Linked DNA regions of Mus musculus: region 1 is linked to region 2. A link is a contact called in public HiChIP or PLAC-seq data. All regions are on one chromosome and are shown on one strand. The core of a region is the stretch at or near the end of the contact, and the rest is flanking DNA. Distances in the headings are between cores, read along the strand shown.

The links. HiChIP or PLAC-seq counts read pairs in DNA pulled down with a chosen protein or histone mark.
Region 1: an H3K27ac HiChIP or PLAC-seq map of double positive thymocytes shows a contact between it and region 2, with 4 times the contacts expected there. The contact joins the enhancer-like site here to the promoter of Snai3 in region 2. A contact is called at or near these places in 6 of 39 promoter capture datasets (cranial neural crest, embryonic stem cells, hippocampal neurons and 1 more) and 1 of 115 datasets of contacts at active chromatin or transcription factors (double positive thymocytes).

Annotation. Positions count from the first base shown.
Region 1 is chr8:123,397,633-123,402,070 of GRCm38.p6, forward strand. It overlaps Tcf25 (transcription factor 25 (basic helix-loop-helix)), which reads left to right. Exons shown (of 18, transcript NM_001037878.4): 14 at 351-509; 15 at 884-974; 16 at 1,633-1,712; 17 at 2,993-3,065; 18 at 3,444-3,699. The coding sequence ends at 3,602. Among named protein-coding and RNA genes, the nearest start is that of Mc1r, 7.2 kb to the right of the region's middle. Within about 2 kb of position 1,334, at least 19 of the 459 cell types and tissues checked have an H3K27ac peak or open chromatin away from gene starts, as enhancers often do. A contact at or near this core is called in double positive thymocytes, where this site is marked.
Region 2 is chr8:122,458,055-122,462,629 of GRCm38.p6, forward strand. It overlaps Snai3 (snail family zinc finger 3), which reads right to left and starts at 2,635. Exons shown (of 3, transcript NM_013914.3): 1 at 2,485-2,635. The coding sequence starts at 2,560.

The DNA of each region.
Region 1 (4,438 bases), core at 84-2,583, 940 kb after region 2:
TAGTATCATGAACTTTTCCAAGATTTCTAGACTGTCACATTTCTCAGAAACAAGAAAAAACACACAGAAAAAGCTGTGTCATGTGGTGGTTGCCACCCCTCTGCAGGTGCCCAGTCAGCAACTGTAGGCCGGCCCTTGGTGCTGCTCCACAGAAACAGAAACAGTCAGCTGTGTCCTTCCTTTCTCACATTCCTGTCCACAAAGTCCTCAAGTAACTCCAGCCAGGGGGAGTGTCCTGCTCAGCAGCTGAGGGGTCGCCGCCTTTACTCCAAGGCACTAGGCTTCTCCTGGATATCCTTTGTCTCCCATGAGCTCTGAGAAAGGTCCGCTTCAACCCTTGCTTTTCACAGCCAGCCTCCCGCCTTGGGCCAGCTGGTGAGTCTGTACCTGGGGAGGTCACACTTTCTTTGGAAAGAACCCGCCATTATGAGCTGGCTAGAGGAAAATGTCCATGAGGTTCTGCAAGCGGTGGATGCTGGAGACCCTGCTGTGGAGGCCTGTGAGAACAGGTGAGCTGAGCCTGGCAGGTCCACTAGAACCTAGCTCAGGGAGGAACCCTGCTGGCCTGAGTCCCTTCCGTGTGCCCTCCTGGGTCTTTATCGCAGACACTGGGCCTCAGGTTTCAGTTTAGCTTTTGAAGGAGCCACCAGTGGTCCTGGGCATGGTTGTTGCTGTGAAGTGTGTGGGTGTTGTGAACTTGCTGTCTGTACAGATGTGAGGTGAGTGGGCTGGTAGCACAGCTTCAACCCAAGAGTGACAAGGGAAGCTTTCCCAGAAGTCAGACAAGCCAGTGCATACCGGGGCTCTGCAGACTGGCTATGGGTGACTTGGCACTTTGCACCGTGGGCGCCAGTTTATCTGCTGTTGTCTACTCTGGCCTCAGGCGGAAAGTGTTGTACCAGCGTGCGCCCAGAAACATCCACCGCCACGTGATACTGTCTGAGATCAAGGAGGCTGTTGCTGCCCTACCCTCGGTAAGAGGGGTGTGGAATGTGTGCCGGTCATAGAATACAGCTACCCACTGGTCGGCCTGTGTGCCGTATGGGTTGGAACTGGTGCAGAACGTCTGCCCCCATGGCCAGTTTCTCTGGGTCTTCCTCACCATGTGACTACCTCGGTGAGCTATTCCAGCATGGTGTCACACTGTCTGTGACAGAGACCTAGGTCTTCCTCACAGAACCCTGCAGTAGTCCCTGTAACACACGCCCCTGCAGCAGAACCTCGGCTCTGCCCTCACAGATCCCTGTGTTTGGCCTCTAAGGTGTGGCCAAGGGTGGATCATTTGGTGAACCAGCAGCTCAGCGGGACCCTGGCTCCCATCCCTAGACCGTGGTCTGCAGTCAGCACAGTCCATCATTGGCAACATGAGTACAGATAGTGCCACCTGTGTAACGTGCCCTTTGCCCTATGTCCACTGACTGGGGCAAAATGTCACATGTTCCCCCAGACTATTCTCTAGGAGAGACTGTTCCACCCAGACCTAAAGTTTCTTGGAGCAGAAACGGCCACTTCTGCCAGGTGTTGTCACTGCCTCCCGGCAGATAGGTCAGCTCTGAGGTGAGAGCAGCTGAAGCTTTGGAATGCAAAGGTGGCCAGCACTGCTCCAGAATCTGTTTTGTGTCCTCTCCTAAGGATGTGACCACACAGTCTGTGATGGGGTTCGACCCTCTGCCTCCCCTGGACACCATCTACTCTTACGTCAGACCAGAGAGGTACCGCCCCTGCTTTGTCCTCACGCCCACACAACCCACTTTGGTACTTTGGGGCTCGCTGGGGCTGCCCTTACAGACTAGAAGGAAAATGGCAAACATGGGCTGGACAGGCCAGTCCACTGGGGAGTAGGGAAACAGTGTGACACGGAGCTCCTCGAGTCCCCAGAGGTCTGAGCACTTCCCTGTGGGTTCTGTAGCAAGTTGAGAAGTGCAGAATAAGAAGCCACCTCTGGCCTGGTGCACTGCAGCAGACAGCAGACACCACGCCTAGAACCAAAGATGGGCAGCAGTCACATTTGTGTGGAACCTGTGGGGAAAACGTCTAAGAAGCACGTGCCACACTGGGAAGTGACAGTCACCTGCTTTGTAGAAAGGTGTGCCCCAACCAAAGGGTGACAACTAGCCCTCTGCTATGTGCAAGCTGTCTCCCAAGAGCACAGTGTAAGGTCTAGTGAGTGCTGAAGGAAGGTCGTGTGGCTTTGGGGGTGGGGGGGTAAGCGCTGACGTGGGCATGCCTGTTGTGTGCATGGGGCAGCGTTAGAATCTGGGTCATGAAAGAGCTCTCTTCCCTTCCCTCCTAGCCTTCACGGCTGCCCTGCCTGGGTCCATTGCTCCCATGTCTGTCTCAGGCAAGAGCCACAGGCCTTCTAGACCCTGACAGGAGGTAGTGAGTAGAGACTTCCGTTAAAGTTTTAGATTAATATGAGAATTTTCAGTGTGCTCAGAAACATCCTACCAGGCTGTCATAGCCCAGCCATTCTAGTCTTCTACCATGCTCATGGGGTCCCCAGACATAAGTGTGACCACACTGTGCTATAGAGCTGTGCTTGGCCCCTGCAGGGGCCTCCCAGGGTTGCCCTTACCTTTCCTGTCATCTTTTGTGACTGACCCGTCTTCCCCAGCATCATATACTGTAGTCACCTTGTAGTCTCTCCATGTGACCCAGCAGATGAGGTCCCTAAAGAGCCAGCATCTGGGGCTCCCTCCCCACTTCCCTTGTTGCCCTCGGGCAGGCTAGTAGTCAGCAGTGCTGACCCCAGATCCTGATGTGCAGTTTAGGGCCCAGAGCCTGAGTTCCACTCAAAGGCTGCCTGTCCCCAGCAGTTAAGAGAGTGGGTAGGGACAGCTGACCCGGGCTGGAACCCCACAGTGTCTGTTAACTTTAATTTTCTGACCCCTTTCCCTCCTCCCTCCCTCCTTCCCTCCCTCTCTCCCCTTTCCTTTCCCTTGCTTCCTTTCTCTCTCTCTCTCTCTCTCTCTTTCTTTCTTTTAATTTTCAGGCTGAGTCCAGTCAGCCACGGAAACACAATCGCCCTCTTCTTCCGGTCCTTGTTGCCAAATTACACCACAGAGGTATGTTGATTAAGCACGCTGGTCTTTCCCCTCCCAAGTTAACATGGGCAAGTCCTGCTCAGGGTGGAGGCAGAAACGGGTGAGACTGTACCCTGCCTGTGGTGCCATGCTTATAAGTGGGGACTTGGCCTGCTGGAGTTGCGTGGCTATTCTAAGGTGAGTGGTGTGGGCTGAGAGGCGGCTCAGCATCATGGTAGGTTGGCTTTGGCTAAGTGAGCGCATCTGGCTTTCTAGAGCAGCTGCTTCTTCTTCTGGGCAGGGACTTTGGGAGGGGACAGGCTCAATCTTGGGGCCTAAGTTGCCTCAGCCGTTGAACCCAGGATCTCAAGTCTACCCAGACTCAAGTCTATCCCCACTTAGCTGTGTCTCATTGTTCAGGGGGAGAGGCTGGAGGAAGGAGTGGCCGGGGGTCCGAACCGCAATCAAGGCTTGAACAGGCTGATGTTGGCCGTACGTGACATGATGGCCAACTTCCACTTCAACGACCTGGAGGTGCCTCGGGAGGACAATCCTGAGGGCGAGGGGGACTGGGACTGAACTGTCCAGATGCTGTGCCCAGAGCCGTGCAGTCACGTTCCCGAATTCATTTCTGGTTGGAGTTAACCAGTTCCGAGTAGAAATGCTGACCATGCCATCACCCGTGTCTTTTGTTTTCCCTCTGAAGGGAGTGGGTTATACTCTGGGTGAGCTTCCTCCAGTGTCCTCAGAAACAGTCCCAGAAGCAGTGCGCCCCACACTGGGTGCACCCTATCATGTGCCTCACACTTCAGCATTTGTAACATGGTGCATAGAAGGGTTGTCCCAGGGTCTGCAGTACCAGGACCCTATCTGCTCCTTGCTAGAGGCCCCTGAACCTTCCACACATGCTACACCCAGCATGTTTGCAACACTGAGGTCAAACCCAGGGCCTGGCACATGGTCTGCTGCTGACTGACAGTCTCAGCCTGGGAACCTTAGAGGAAACTGGAAGGGCTGGAAGTGTCGCAGCTGGGCAGCTGCTCCCTTAGTATGCACTGCAAAAGCCAGCGGTGCTGGTGTTCGTGTGTAATCTCAGCATTCAAGCAGAGAGGGGGACAAGAGGGTTAGAAGTTCAGGATCACCCTCTGCTACATAATTAAGTTCAAAGCCAGTCTGAGTTATATGAGATCCCATCTCAAAAGAGATGCATGAGGGGCCTAGAATTCAAAGAGACGTTAAAAAAAAAAGAAATTGTCCTAAGCAGGTAAGGAATACTTTACAGAGATTAAAGGGTATTTGATCTAGGGATGAGTGGGGAACCCTGACCAAGAACCCGAGTCCAGTGGCAGGAACAAAGACCATAGCCAGGCAAGGCCGGAGGTCTGTGTCTCATAAGCTGTTTGTGGAAAGCTCCA
Region 2 (4,575 bases), core at 1,385-3,884:
AAACAGGGGCTATAGGAATCTCTCTTTCTCCAAAGACAATACACAGGTTGGCAAGATGGCTGAGCAGGTAGACTTGCTTGCAGCCAAGTCTGCCAACCTGAGTCTTATATCCCCAACCCATAAGATGAAAGAGGAAAGCTACGTGCGTGTCATCTCTGACGTCCACACACATCCCATGATATATGTCTCTACACCCAAATAATATTAAGTTTTTGTTGTTGTTATTTTTGTTTTTTCGAGACAGGGTTTCTCTGTTCAGCCCTGGCTGTCCTGGAACTCACTCTGTAGACCAGGCTGGTCTCGAACTCAGAAATCTGCCAGCCTCTGCCTATCCAGTGCTGGGATTAAAGGTGTGCGCCACCACTACCCCTCAAGTTTTCTTAATTAAAAAAGAGTAACATATTTAAAAAGCATATGGGCAGTGTGCACACGAGGAAATATCCATCATTAGGCACCGAAAAGATGCAAATTAAAACCACATCAAGGTAGCATGTTTTACTTCAGGGATGGCTAGAACTTGCAAGAAGAGACAAGTGCTGGCAAGGCTGTGGGAGAACCAGGAAGTTAAATCCCATTACTTTCTCCCTACCAGACATATTGCTCCTAATTATATAGCCAGGGAATCATACTCTGGATTGAAGGAGGAGAGAGCAGGACTGCTAAGAGACTCTGTCAGCAGAGTTCTGGACCACAGAACGTGGGAAGTTTCCCTGGGGTCCTGTCGGAAGGAAAGTCTCCACCTCTACCACCAAGGTACTGCCAGGTTCAGACACTGCGTTCTGTGTCCACTCCACAGGCAGAGGAAAGCAACCTCATGCAGGTGGGAGCGACCATGGCTTCTGCATATGCCTTTCCTATGTTGTCTTGCACTTTGGTGATTTCTGCAGCTTTGGTTTGCCGGGAGATGAGGGTATCAATGCCCCGTGGCTTGAGGAATCCCTGAAGCCCCTTCGGAGGAGGGAAGGAGAACTCCAGGCCTCAGCACCTCAGTATACTCTAGGGAGACATCATAATAGGAAGAGAGTCACTGGGACCATGGGGGCCTGGGAAAGCCAAGAGCGACCGCTAAAGGGCATTAAGGCTACTCTGGGAACCTCCTGTCCGAAACAGGGCCCTGCAGGACCTGATTTGCCCATTTAAGAGGTAAGCTGGGGAGCTGGGCGTGGTGGTGCACGCCTTTAATCCCAGCACTTGGGAGGCAGAGGTAGGTGGATTTCTGAGTTCGAGGCCAGCCTGGTTTACAAAGTGAGTTCCAGGACAGCCAGGGCTACACAGAGAAACCCTGTCTCGAAAAACCAAAAAAAAAAAAAAAGGAAGTAAGCTGGTATGTGCTCTCCAAGTGCAATCTAAGGTTTTAACTCTTAAAACAATGGCCTAGGGCCAGAGGCATGGCTCAGTGGTAAGTGCTTGACTAGTCTTGTGTGGGGCATTGATTCTATCCTCCATACAAGGAAAAAAAACTACATTCACTATAAGTACAACTTTCTACCTCCTCTGTAAGGAGACCCAACCACCCAACCAAAAGAAAAATCACACTCTAATAGCGTCTGTTATAGAACTGCTGTTGGTGACTCACTAAATTGAATCAAAAATGTCTCCCCCACCCCCAAGAGCAGGGTCCTAGATAGCACCCCCTGGTGGCAGCAGAGGTGATGATGGGGCCTGATCCAAGAACTCCCACCAGCTGGGGCTATATGAGGGGTGCTGGCCTGAGGCCCGACATCCAAAGTGTCCCGAGGCACTGGGCAACTTCCTAGTAGGTCTTTCTCTGAGAAGTTGCCCACCTGAGTGGGGGTAGCTCTGACCATCAGGCTGGCTCTGAAGATTAAGGGTTCTCTTCTCAGGTGCTCAGACCTAAAGCCCCTGAACCTAGCCGTAAAGGTGGACAACTGAGCCTGTTGTGTGGAGGTCGGCTCTTCCTTGGTCACTGCACCAGGAGAGCAAGGAGGCTTCTGGGAAGAGCGAAGACCACCAGAGGTTGTTTGCTCTATCAATGAGCTCACCACCCACGAGGCAGGATGCTCTGGGGGAGTCCTGCCTTTTCTCACCAGCCACCATCTGCGGGTAGGACAAGTTTCCTGGCCTTGTGGTTAGTGAGACCTTCTTTAGGTGGGTGTATACAGCGCCTGGGACATACTTTAAGTTTGGACCCTTCCAGACCTGCACAGAGAGGACTTCAGGACTTCAGCTGAGCAGTCCGCAGGGAGAGCTCCGGGGAGATCTGGGGCTCAGGAAACTTTGCCAAGTGGGGAGCCCAAGGCATGCCCGAATCTTCTGAAGCAGAGAAGTTAGTTGCCCTGGGCACATCCCTCTTAGAGCCCCAGTCTTAAGCCAGAAGGGGAACCTCCTCCTCTGTTGAAATGGAAAACTCTAGCCCCTTCCCCTCTCACCTGGGGCAGGTGTGACCCAGCTCCCAAGGACTTCCCAGCTGCCTCCAGCCCCGAAGCGCTGCGAGCTGGGGGCGGAGATCCGGCCAACCCCTACCTCTCAGTGTCTCCAGTTTCCCGTAGTTGGGGACCCTGTGACTGGAGTGCGTTTTCACCAGGAAGGAGCGCGGCATGGTCCCCTCCCGAGAGCAGGCAGAGTCTAGCCAGAGCCTGCAGCGGGATTACCGACTGCAGAGTCTGGCGGCGCCGGCGGGCCGCGCGGCCGGCAGGTGCGAGAAGGGTCAGGCTCATTAGCATAGCGCACCACCTCAGCCAACCAGCGCGGAGCACGGCGGGGCGGGGCCGCGAAGCCACGCCCAGGACAGGTGCGCGGGCGGGGAACCCGCCGCGTGGTCGGCGGTGTCTGCCCCACGGGACTCCGCTGGCCCGCGTCATGGTCACGCACCGACCCCGCGGGGGCTCGCCATCGACCTGCCCTGGATGAAAGAGCAGAGTTCAGGGTTAGGTGACAGGTGCCAGCCAACTTGGCCGAGCAGAGTCCCTAACCTCTCCAGCATCCTTTATAATCCATGCCCAGGAGAGTCGGAACAGCCCTGTCTGGTTGTCTAGGCTCTCCGTGTGGATGTTTACGACGTTAGAGTCTGGTGGGACAGTCTCTGGGGTAGGTGGACAGAGCACCAACTGGGTGTGTCTGTCTGTGGCTGAGTAGCAGGGCTGTGTGGCCAGAACTGAACTTTACCCTATAACCCCACATTCCTTGGCATCTGTGGGCTGAGGTGGGAAGGGAAGGTGAGTCGGCAGCGTAGGAGACAGTGGGGGAAGGGGCCTGAGTCACCCTGGCGTTCACATTCACGGTTGCAGGGCACGGTAGCTGGTGTCATTCCGTTTCTGGGAGAAAAGCAAGGTTCTGAGAGTTCTGTGGTCGACAGAACTGGTAACATTAGCCCACACTCCTGGCTGGTCAGATGTGGCTGCAAGTACTCTTTTGTTATGGTGTAATTGTGTGGAAATAGGGCATCTGTGGGAAGGCTATCTGAGGACACATTCCTGCTGGCTGCCCATTCCCCTGTACCTTGGATTTGTAAGTAGCCTTTTTTGTAACCTCTCCCCTTCCAGGCATAGATAAAAAGCCTATGGTTCCTAAACCGGCTTGCACTTGCATATCCTTCCTGTCCACCCACACAATGCGTAGCCTTGGGCTGACTCTCCCAGCTCATCTCCTAACCTCCTTAAAGAGGGATGATCTGGCCTGCTTGAGGGGAACTGCCAGTTTCATGAAAGGTGCTGGGCCCACCTTTGAGGCGGGGCCCCAATAGGCTTCTGACATTCATAAGCCATTACCGTGAAGGAAATTGGAGATCCCCACTTCTCTGAGCCCCCTCACCTTGCTGCTGTGCAAGTTCATTCTTCAGCTATGACTCACAGTTACAGGCCAGCAGGCTTCATGCAGCCCCAGGGAAGAGGTAGTAGCTGTCTCCAGCACTGGGGTTTAAAATTCTTAAGCCCACGGCTGTGGGAAGCCTTCCCAGCGGGAGAGAGGCTTGCCTCAGCCAACACAAGCCTCTTCAGGGCTTTTCCTAAAAAGGCTGAGACAAGCTGTCTGTTGCCTACGCACGCTGTGTTGCTCCTTCAGCAGAAGTACAGGTTTGGGAACCACGCAGGGCCCCACGCAGATCTCAGCCACCCCCAGAAGCACATGGAGCGGGCCACAGGAAAACCAGCAGCCCTGACAATAGTGAGGTACACTCACCCAACAACTCCACCTGCTTCCTCACAGGGGGCTCCCACCGACCGGCCCACAGGAGGAGATGCAGTCTGTTTATGCCTTGGTCCCTGGTATATTGCCAGAGCTAATAGATAGTGTCACTCATGGGTCGGACTGTGTCTATTCAATGTATTCAACTGTGTGATTTAATTCAGATGCTAAATCTTTACAGATGTTGCAGATTCAAGAGAGCTTAACCCACTGATTAATGTCCTAGCAAAGAGGGCAATGGGACTTTGGTGTGCACAGGGGTGGTGGGAGAGTTGGGATAGAGGCTTAAGGCCTGAGTGGTTAGCAACGAGGGAGCCCTTGTCCCCTTCCCTTGCTGATACACCTCCATGTTGGACTTCTGGCCTCCAAATACGTTTCTGGTGTTCTCTCAGAGGAACACTCTGTGGTATGCCATTCCAGAGGACCGCGATA